Regions from separate parts of the Sus scrofa genome. Here region 2 is linked to region 1. Evidence: chromatin contacts called from public Hi-C data. All regions are on one chromosome and are shown on one strand. Each heading gives the region's core, a stretch centred on a gene start, on an enhancer-like site or on the middle of the called end of the contact. The rest is flanking DNA. Distances are from core to core; before and after follow the strand shown.

The links. Hi-C and Micro-C count contacts between places; a contact is called where the count stands out from the background.
Region 2: a contact with region 1 is called in a Hi-C map of liver, with 1.9 times the contacts expected there. The contact joins two enhancer-like sites. A contact is called at or near these places in 2 of 47 Hi-C or Micro-C datasets (liver and skeletal muscle).

Annotation. Positions count from the first base shown.
Region 1 is chr13:60,939,992-60,944,708 of Sscrofa11.1, reverse strand. No RefSeq gene overlaps it. Among named protein-coding and RNA genes, the nearest start is that of SUMF1, 95 kb to the left of the region's middle. Within about 2 kb of position 2,793, at least 10 of the 83 cell types and tissues checked have an H3K27ac peak or open chromatin away from gene starts, as enhancers often do. A contact at or near this core is called in liver, where this site is marked.
Region 2 is chr13:61,175,335-61,180,234 of Sscrofa11.1, reverse strand. The region is part of intron 4 of ITPR1 (inositol 1,4,5-trisphosphate receptor type 1); the gene reads right to left. Among named protein-coding and RNA genes, the nearest start is that of ITPR1, 110 kb to the right of the region's middle. Within about 2 kb of position 3,059, at least 6 of the 83 cell types and tissues checked have an H3K27ac peak or open chromatin away from gene starts, as enhancers often do. A contact at or near this core is called in liver, where this site is marked.

The DNA of each region.
Region 1 (4,717 bases), core at 1,544-4,043:
AGTTTAGATTTTTGTATCAATCTTTTTTAAGATGGGGGAATTTTTTGTAGTATCTTTATTTGAATGCTCAGATTTTCAGAGAGATTAAGATAGGGCAGATTTTAGCTATTTTGAAGCCACTAAATCACTATTTATGCTTCCAGAGGATTAAAAAAATTGGGGTGGGGAGAGATCTTCATATATTGTTAAAGTTTTAAGTTGCAAGAATGTTTACCCCTGATTGTTTCAAAACACATCTCTAATAACATATACCCCAACATAACTTCCACATCCTTCTGTCTTCCAACTTATGTTTACTAATCACTTATGAGCTATTTCTGCATCAAAGAAATATTCATTGTAGCAAAACAGATTACTTGGCTGATAAGCCAGTACCAATGTTGAGACTCTGTTTTGTTGTTACTGCTGCTTGTTTTTTTAGGAGCTCATATATTGGGTCTATGCTTCTATTTCATTTTTTGCCCCATTGAAGCATAGAGGAAATTTAATCTGTGTTCTCAAATCTGCTTTGGTCCTGAATCCTGGACAATTTCTTTATTTTTAGGGGTGTACGCAAGGGGCTGATTAGGTAACAAGTCACATCTTCTTTTTAAAAGCCATGTAAACATGTTTAGAAGAGGGAAAGGGATGGGGAATGATGGTCATCTTGATCAAGAGTGATGTTTCCTTCTTGGAAAGCATCAAATTACACAGAGACCTCGAACTTTGTATGGTTCAGCCTACAGCTTAAAATGAAATACAGATCTGCATCAATGAAGACTTTTCTTTTTTAAGTCCTCCCTCCCTGCCTTGGTTTGTTTGTTTGTTTTGATAAAGCATCTCTGTTGTCCATATGACCCTTTAGGAAAAAAAAGAGATGCTGTTCATTTTAGTAAGTATTTATTTGGGCTAGAATGTGGTGGGGTAATGGCTCCAAACTAATATATTGGTAACTTCTGTAGAAATGGACCGTCTTTACTGAGAATTCTATTGTTGACATAAAATAAGGCAACAGGTCTTTCATCTATGAGAAGCTCACAATTTTAGGCTTCTTGCCCTCACCTTTTCAAAATGGCTTATGTTTTCAGGCTACACAGAATTGTTTTATGTGGTAAAATCCATAGTGGACTTAATAAAAGGAGTATTTTGAAAAAAATAAGGAAATATGGGGTTTTTTTTTGGTTCTGAGACTTTAGGAATTTCATACAAGAGACTAAGGTGGGATTTATTTTTCTTTATAAAATGATATTTTGCATGCATTTCTTCCTCATTCCTTCCACTAACCTCCCCACTGGCAATATTTCTCATCAGGGAGTTAACCTGCAGGCTGGCGATTAGGTGGAATTCAGGAGGTGTGGAGCCTGGCTCTCGAGGGAACAGGGCCCAGGCTGAATGTGTGAGTGATGCCCATTCTAAAGGCGCTGCCACTGCTCTGCCCTCCCATGGCTGCTGTGCAGCAGTGCCAGCCCAGAGTTGCTCTGTACCCCAGTTTCTGTGAGTAGCTGGTTGTCTGCATTCTCATGTGAAGTCTTCTGAGTTTTTAATGTTGGCAACCAAATCAGATTTAAAAAACAAAACAAAACTGGACGTTCCCATGGCGTCATGGGTTGAGGATCTCGCATTGCTGCACCTATGGCACAGGTTACAACTCTAGAGGGGGTTGAATCCAGCCCAGGAACTTCTACAGGCCACAGGTGTGGCCAAAAAAACAAAAAACAAAAAACCCTCGAAAAACAAACACGAATACACACTGTGAAGACCTAATAAATTGCTTCTGTAGCCAGATTTAGTCTGGAGGGTGCAAGTTTTCAACCTAGATTATGAAAATTTATTCATTTCAAGGAGCACAAAATCTTGTATTCCTTTCTGGAAAATGATCGAGTAAATAATGTACCAGTTATAAATGTCCAACTGTGAGAAAGGGCAGTGGCTTGCCCAGGACATCATCTTAGCAGAATTGCCTTCTCTCCATCCCCATGCCATCCCACCTAAAATCATTTAACAGCCATGGGTAATCTCAGCAGTGCTCTCAACAGTTCATTTTCATTAACTGGCACTTACTACTGAATTTGCAGACAAATATCAAAGAATAGCAGAAATGTCAGTTTCTTGACTGTGAGTGTCATTTATTAAAACTTAGTTCTCTGTAATACAAACTACCCCAGAGTAGGCCTTGTTTTTATAGGTTTTGCCAGAATCAGTCATGCTATTAGTAAAAGATGGCCTTTGTTGTTTAAAAATGCCGTGGAAATTATTAACTCCAAGAGCCTCAGACGGAGCTCTGGCAGCAGGCCAGAATGCCTGACTCTTTATGTTGAGGCCATTGGAGCAGCAATCTAATTTTTTGATTAAGCAAAATCATTACAAATAGTATTCAGATAGGCTGTAAAATGAGAAATGCTCTTCTCTGAAACTTGCCCTATTTAGGATTGGAAAGTTGACGGGATTATCGCCAAGGGGTGGAATTTTTCAGCTTCAAATCAGATTCTAATCTGCCCCCAAATGGTAATTGACCCCAAAATCATCATTATGAGAAGGCTGGTTGGGCCTTTGGAATTAGTCACCATTGTCAGGCAAGAAGGTGATTCCATTTCAGAGTAAATAAAGGTCTGGTAGATCCTTTCCTACCCCTGGGTCGGGGCCATGTTTTACAAACTCCTTGTTTTCTTTGCTGAGGAAATGGAACACCCATCAGAGCAACTCTTTTCCAGCATGTAAATTTGGCACCTCAACAGGGTAACATTAGAAGCTCTGAATCAACACTGAGGGGGAAAGTGAAACCAACTAACAGTCAATCAGGGAACAGAGATAAGCCCTTCCTTGTCAGGTGGCACTGATAAAAAGTTCACCTGCATTTAGTTTGGTGCCTGTGAAGAAGGGCCCTTTGTGGTTGCTTTTTTGAAGACTATAGTTTTTCTCTGTTTCAGACACTTGACAAATAAAATTTAATTTATTTACTTCTAATTGACACCTAAGGATGCCCTTTAATCTCTTCCATTAGCTTCTTTAAAAGGCAGTTTAGCATCATATGAAAAAAGCACCAGAATAAGATTATCTGGGATTATTTACCTACCCCTCCACCTACCTACCTTGTGACCTTAGCAAGTAATGCCCTCTCAGGCAAATGGGGGCAATGACCTCTTGGGCTTGTGGGGAGATATGAAATGATGCAAAAATATTTAGCACAAATTACTTTGGCAAAGTGCTTACTAAGTACTTGTTTCTATTAGGAGTATGATTATTAAGATAGAGGAGCAGGAAGGTACCACCAAACAGTCCTGATCAATCCTGGGGTTCAGCTTAGAACAGAGAGCCAAGTGAGCTGAGAGGGAGAAAGATCAAAGAGGCTGGATTTAAAAGCTTAACTAGACCTCTATCTCAAACACTTAAAAAGAAAGAAAGAAAGAAAAGCTGACATGATTGATTCCCAAACCTCTGTTAATACTTAAATTTGAAAAATGTGCTGATATTGTACCGTCCATCTGTTCCCCAAAGTTCTCTTTAAAGGAGAAAATTAGATCTGGTTATTTCTACATACATTGTATAATTCTGAAGCTTTTCCTCTTCAGTCTCTCTCACAAAGAACCTCTGGCAGGTTTAATATCAAGAAAATGTCATTTGTAGGCATAACAATAATTAAAAGAAAGAAAACAGACAAGGGAGGGCAGAATCTTGGCCAATAATATGTTGACTAGCCTGTTAATGTTACATATGTTTTCAATGCTAATTTGCATTCCAGAGAATTTTTTTAAAAGGTAATTCTGCTAAGTCATTTAAATTATTTCTTATTTAATTTTTCTCTGAGATGATTGGTCCATGATCTAGACTCTAACCTCATAAATTACCAGATTTAAAACTCCAGGTGGAGAGTTCTCCTGTGGCACAGCGGGTTAAGGATCTGGAGTTGTCACTGCAGTGGCTAGGTCACTGATGTGGCATGGGTTCGATCCCTGGCCAGGCAACTTCCACATGCCTTGGGGAAAAAAAAAAATAACAACAATGAAAACAAAACCCTCAAAACGATGTCCAAAGGTCCAAAGAATAGTTGAGGGTTTGGCAGCCCTCACAGGGATTGGTGCAACAGGTTTTGAGAACAGTAGCTCTCAAAGTGTGGTCTCTGGACCCCATTTAGGGGGCTGAGTCGAAATTGTTTTCCTAATAATAAGATGTGGTTTGCCTTTTTTATGAGTGTATGGTGAGTATATTGAGGGATTTTCCACGTACTACATGATTTATAGCTTGATGGATCATAAAATATGAGCTTGTATATTTTTATATTTTAAATTTTTTCCAGTCTTAATTTTTGATATGCTATACATTAGCTATAAGCTATATTACAGAAGCTCTCTGGGGGTCTTCAGTAAGATGTGGGCATGTATAGGGGTCCTGGGAGCCCCAGAAGAGTTTGAGGGCTTCTGATCTAGGAGAAAAGCAAGGTCAGATGGTGACTGAATCTGTCTTGGGAATAATATCTTCTCCATCTCTTCTGAAAATAATCAAGAAGAACTGAGTTTAAATGACCACAAGAGTAAGTAAAACGATATGTTAAGAAGTGCTTCTTTCCTATTCCTTTTGGGAGACCTATTAAATACATGCAGAGGAGAATTTCCTGCCCTGGCTCCAAGAAGACCCACCAATAATTTAGTTGAAGCAGTGACCTCACAGGGTCAGGAAGAGGAAGCCTGGGCAGCAGCGCAGGCAAATGGCCCCGCCATGGTTGTCACATTTTCACAGAGAT
Region 2 (4,900 bases), core at 1,810-4,309, 240 kb before region 1:
CTGCAATCTGTCCTTCAGGTTGCCAAGCATCCCTTTCACTGTCTCTTACGCCATCCACTGGCAGCTAACTAGGAAACGTGGTCACTTCTCTCACAGAATTTGAGCTCTTCTAACCCAACTCACAGACCAAAGAGAAAGATGGTCAACAAGCTATCATTTTATAACTCTTCACTCAGCCAGCCTATATAAATGCAATTTTATACAAGGAGCAATCAAGGGTGGGTTTAACATGACCTCAAAATTTAAGTGGTAACTCTACGTATCTTGCCCTCTTTTGAAAAAGGTAAGAAGCAACGGAATAAACACTCAGGAGGAGCAGACAGTATGATTAACAGAGGGAAAGGGGAGTGTTAATTTCCCACCACGAGAGTGAAGGTTTAAAAGAAGCAATTAAAGAGGAATACAAAAATTGTTGGATCTTAGTTGGATTTTAAGAACTCTTGTAACTTGAACTCATTGACAAGCAGTTTCACAATCATAGGGCTTCTGCCTCTGTCTCATCCTGTCCCCAGTGCATTGTGTAAACATGGCATCAGTGAGTGAATGAGTGGATACTCCACGTGAAAGAACACTCTTCAAAGGCAGTTCACAAAAGGAAACCTACTCTTATTTCCAACAAAAGCCTCCCATGAGCAAGTTATTAAGTCCAGTTCACTAAAAGAGGAAACCTGTACAGCACATTGTTGTGTCTGCTGTGTGCTAATCACATTTCCCAAGCCAGGACATAGGCCCTTTGAAGTCAAGTGACATCTTCCAAGGGGGACTGCCAAATAAAACTGCCATTATCTGCAGAAAACACAGGCATTGTTTCTTTCTCTTTTTCTTTTTTTTTTTTTTAACGACCGCATCCAGGGCATATAGAAGTTCCCACAACAGGGATGGTACCCTCACTTCCATAGCGACCCAAGCCACTGAAGTTGGATTCTTTTCTTTCCCCCCCACCATGCCCCACGACCTGCGGCATGTGAAAGTTCCCAGGCTAGGGGTCAAATCAGAGCTGCTGCTCCCGGCCTATGCCACAGCCACAGCAACACCAGATCCAAGCTGCATCTGATACCTAAGCCACAGTTTTCAGCAACACCTGATCCCTTAATCCACTGATCGAGGCCAGGGATCAAACCAGCATCCTCATGCATACTAGTCAAATTCTCAACCCATGCCACCACAGTGGGAACTCCGCAGATACTGTTTCTCAGAGACAAAGGACAACAAGGTAATTTTTTCCCCCTTAGGTGACCAGATACTTTTTCTGAGTTGAAAATTCAAGGTTGTTATCCTGTGCTTCCATCATCTTTCCTGGTTTCAGGACTGTCATTGACAAACACATGAAAAAACCAGAAATGGAGGTAGAAACTTCCCTTTTGACCTACTTTAGCCTGGCCAATAAATATTGATTCATCTTTTCACAAGGATTATTGAATATAGTCAATTTGAACCCACAGAAGTAAAAAATCAGGGAGACAAGGTCTCTTCCCATTGTGAGAGACAAAAAGGGACCAGAAATTCCTTCTAGACACAACCTGAACACAGGTATCTGCCTGGACGGTTGGAGCCTCTGCACTGGCCCTCGCACCTAGACAGGCAGATAGATGCAAAGACCCATGTTGGGGGAGCAGGGCCGGACGTCCAGAAGAAATGCCCAGAGTTGCCTCCCCACACCTGAGCCTGGTTCCCAGCTGCCTTCCTGACTCTGTGAATGACTGACACTCTTCTGACTGTTTCCTCTTTGGCTTAAGTTAGTCAGTTTCTGTTGTTTGTGACCAGAAGTCTGAGCTGACCTGTAGAGTAATAAAACATGTTGCACTCTGCTGGCAATGGAAATAAACAAATGCCAAAATAAGAGTGGGGCAAGGAATCTGGAAACCCTGGTTCCTGCTCTCGCTCCACCCCTCACTAGCTGAGCAGCCACAACCAGGTTCCTAAAGCTCTCTGTGTCCACATGTCTTACTCTAGAAAGCCTCCAAGTAAAACCTGATGAAGTATTTGGAAGCTTATAGTCCATGTGAGACAAGTCACAGAAAACCCAAAGGTGGAAGCACGGAGATATGGATACCTGGGTTTAAACCTCAGCTCTGTCCTATGTTAGGTGAATGATCTTGGGGGAAATTATCTCATCTCTGTAGGTTTTTATTTCTTGTCTATAAAAGGGCAATAACCACAAGTAATAACTCACCAACTAGCCTAAAAGACTACTTCGCTTAAAGAACTAGTACAGATCCTGGCATGGAGCAAACAAATATTAGCTGCTCAGACAGACTAGATAAACAAATTGCTGGAAGGCTACTCTGCAGTGCAAAGTATTGATGCATTTCACAAACATTCTTTTGAGTGAAAGAAACAAAAGCAATTTAAAAAAAAGTCCATTTACACTGAATGAATCCATTCACATGACTACAAGAATAGGCAAAGCTTATCTATAGCTACAGAGTCAGAAGAGTGGTTACCTTTGGATAGATATTTGCTGGGAAGGGGCACTTTCTGAGGTGCTGGAAATGTCCCCCTATCTCATTCTGGTGGGAGTCATGTGAGTATAAATGCATTTAAAAATTCATCAATGGGAGTTGCTGTTGTGGCTCAGTGGGTTAAGAATCCGACTAATATTCATGAGCATGCATGTTCAATCCCTGGCCTCACTCAGTGGTTAAAGGATCCCACATTGCTGTGAGTTGTGGAGTAGGCCACAGCGTGACTTGGATCTGGTGTTTCTGTGGCTGTGGTATAGGCTGACAGCTGCAGCTCTGATTTGACCCCTAGGCCTGGGAATTTCCATATGCCCTGAGTGCAACCCTAAAGAGACAAAAAAAAAAAAAACCAAAAACTTCATCAAGCAGTGCTTAAATTTAAGGCTTGTACATTTCTTTATGTGAGTGCGTAATACCTTAAGGAAAGAAGAAAATTAAAAAGCAGCTGTTCTCACCGAAAGGAGGATGATCTTGATGCTAATAGAAAAAATTTCCCTTCTATAAAAGGTTAACAATAGTGTCTGACAGCCGTCACTGGGAAAACATGCTTTGTTTTGTCAGGGTTCGGCCTGGGCGTTCTCTGGCTCATGACGGACAGGAGGAAGGGTGGAAGAGATGACATCACTGACTCCCTAAAGGGCCACTGCTATTTGTTAACCACAGGACATTCTGGGCAGTGAGAAATCCCTGGCCCAAAGTCCAATGCCCAAAGGGACTATAACCCAGGGAGGCTTTTCCCCACTGAATCCCTATTCTGTCCAAATAGTTTTAAATCATTAATAGGCAGCGGTTTAAAAAATGTAATTGGGGAGTTCCCGTCGTGGCGCAGTGGTTAACGAATCCGACTAGGAACCACGAGGTTGCGGGTTCGGTCCCTGCCCTTGCTCAGTGGGTTAACGATCCGGCGTTGCCGTGAGCTGTGGTGTAGGTTGCAGACGCGGCTCGGATCACGCGTTGCTGTGGCTCTGGCGTAGGCCGGTGGCTACAGCTCCGATTCAACCCCTAGCCTGGGAACCTCCATATGCCACGGGAGCGGCCCAAGAAATAGCAACAACAGCAACAACAACAACAACAAAAAAAAGACAAAAAGAAAATAAATAAATTAATTAATTAATTAAAAAAAATGTAATTGGTAATGAAATGCCATGATGTCTGATATGTGCTTCAGAAAAGCTGGGTATTTATAGACACGAGATTTGCCATGAGTTGGTAACAGGTAAAGGTGAGTACCGGATATACGGAGGTTCATCATACTATTATATTATTCTCTCTATACAGGCTTAAATTTTTGCACAATAAAAGTCTTCAAAATCATCTACATTTATTTCCAAGCATAAAACTTTCCCCAAAATCAATCAAGTGTTCACAAAATTCAAAACAAAGCTATTTTTCTTTAAGAAGAAAGAAAGAAACAAGGAGGCAGAGAAGGAGAAAAGCCTGTTACATATATAATCTGGTCAAATTTGCCAATCTATCTCAAAAACCAGTATGTTCTGGAAAGAAGGAAACAGCTGGAGGGACTTGTCAAAGAAGAAATACAATAGTCAGAAGTGCACAAAAACTTGAGACGATACCCAGCTCAGGTTAGATCTGTGAAGAGTAAACAATATTATGGATTTTTGTTTATTTTTTCTTTTTATGGCCATACCTGTGGCACATGGAAGTTCCTGGGCCAGGGGTCGAATTGGAGCAGCAACTGCCAGCCTACACCACAGCCACATCAATGCCAGATTCAAACCACATCTGTGATCTAAACAGCAGCTTGTGTCAATGCTGGGTCCTTGACCCACTGAGGGAGGCCAGCAATCGAACCTGCTTATTCACAGAGACAATGTCAGGTCCTTAACCCACTAAGCCACAACAGGAACTCCAATATCATGGACTTTAGGTTTAAAACCTTGCTGTGTAGAACTCTATCTCTTCAGTATCTCTCAAGGCAAATGAAATCTCACTGTGCATAGTCCTAGCTATTTCGAAAATTAATGCACCTGTGAACCTCTGAGTATATGTTACCTCTTCTAAAAAAGGGCCTTCTGAAGATTTGGAACATCTAGTGTGAAAAGATTTACATGAGCTACTGGGTTGGTCATCCCAAGATTCTCTTAGAAAAATCCTTCTGCCATGAAGAACTACCATCACATGAAGGAAACATACACAGTTTCTCTCGGATTTGATTTCTCGTTCATCCAACACACATTTCTTAAGCATCTGTGCACTGGAGACACAATGTCAATAAAACTTGGTCCCTGAGCATCCTTGGGCAAACAGGAACATCAGGTAACCCCAGGCTATTTAGAGTAGAAGAGCATCTCACCCAAGCCAGGGAGAGATGGGAGAGACAGTGTGAGAAGGCCTTCTCAAGCGTACTTTGCAGCACCGATGCTCAAGCCCACAGGCAAGGCGGCAAGAAGGATGGACCATGTAGAGAGAAGAGAAGC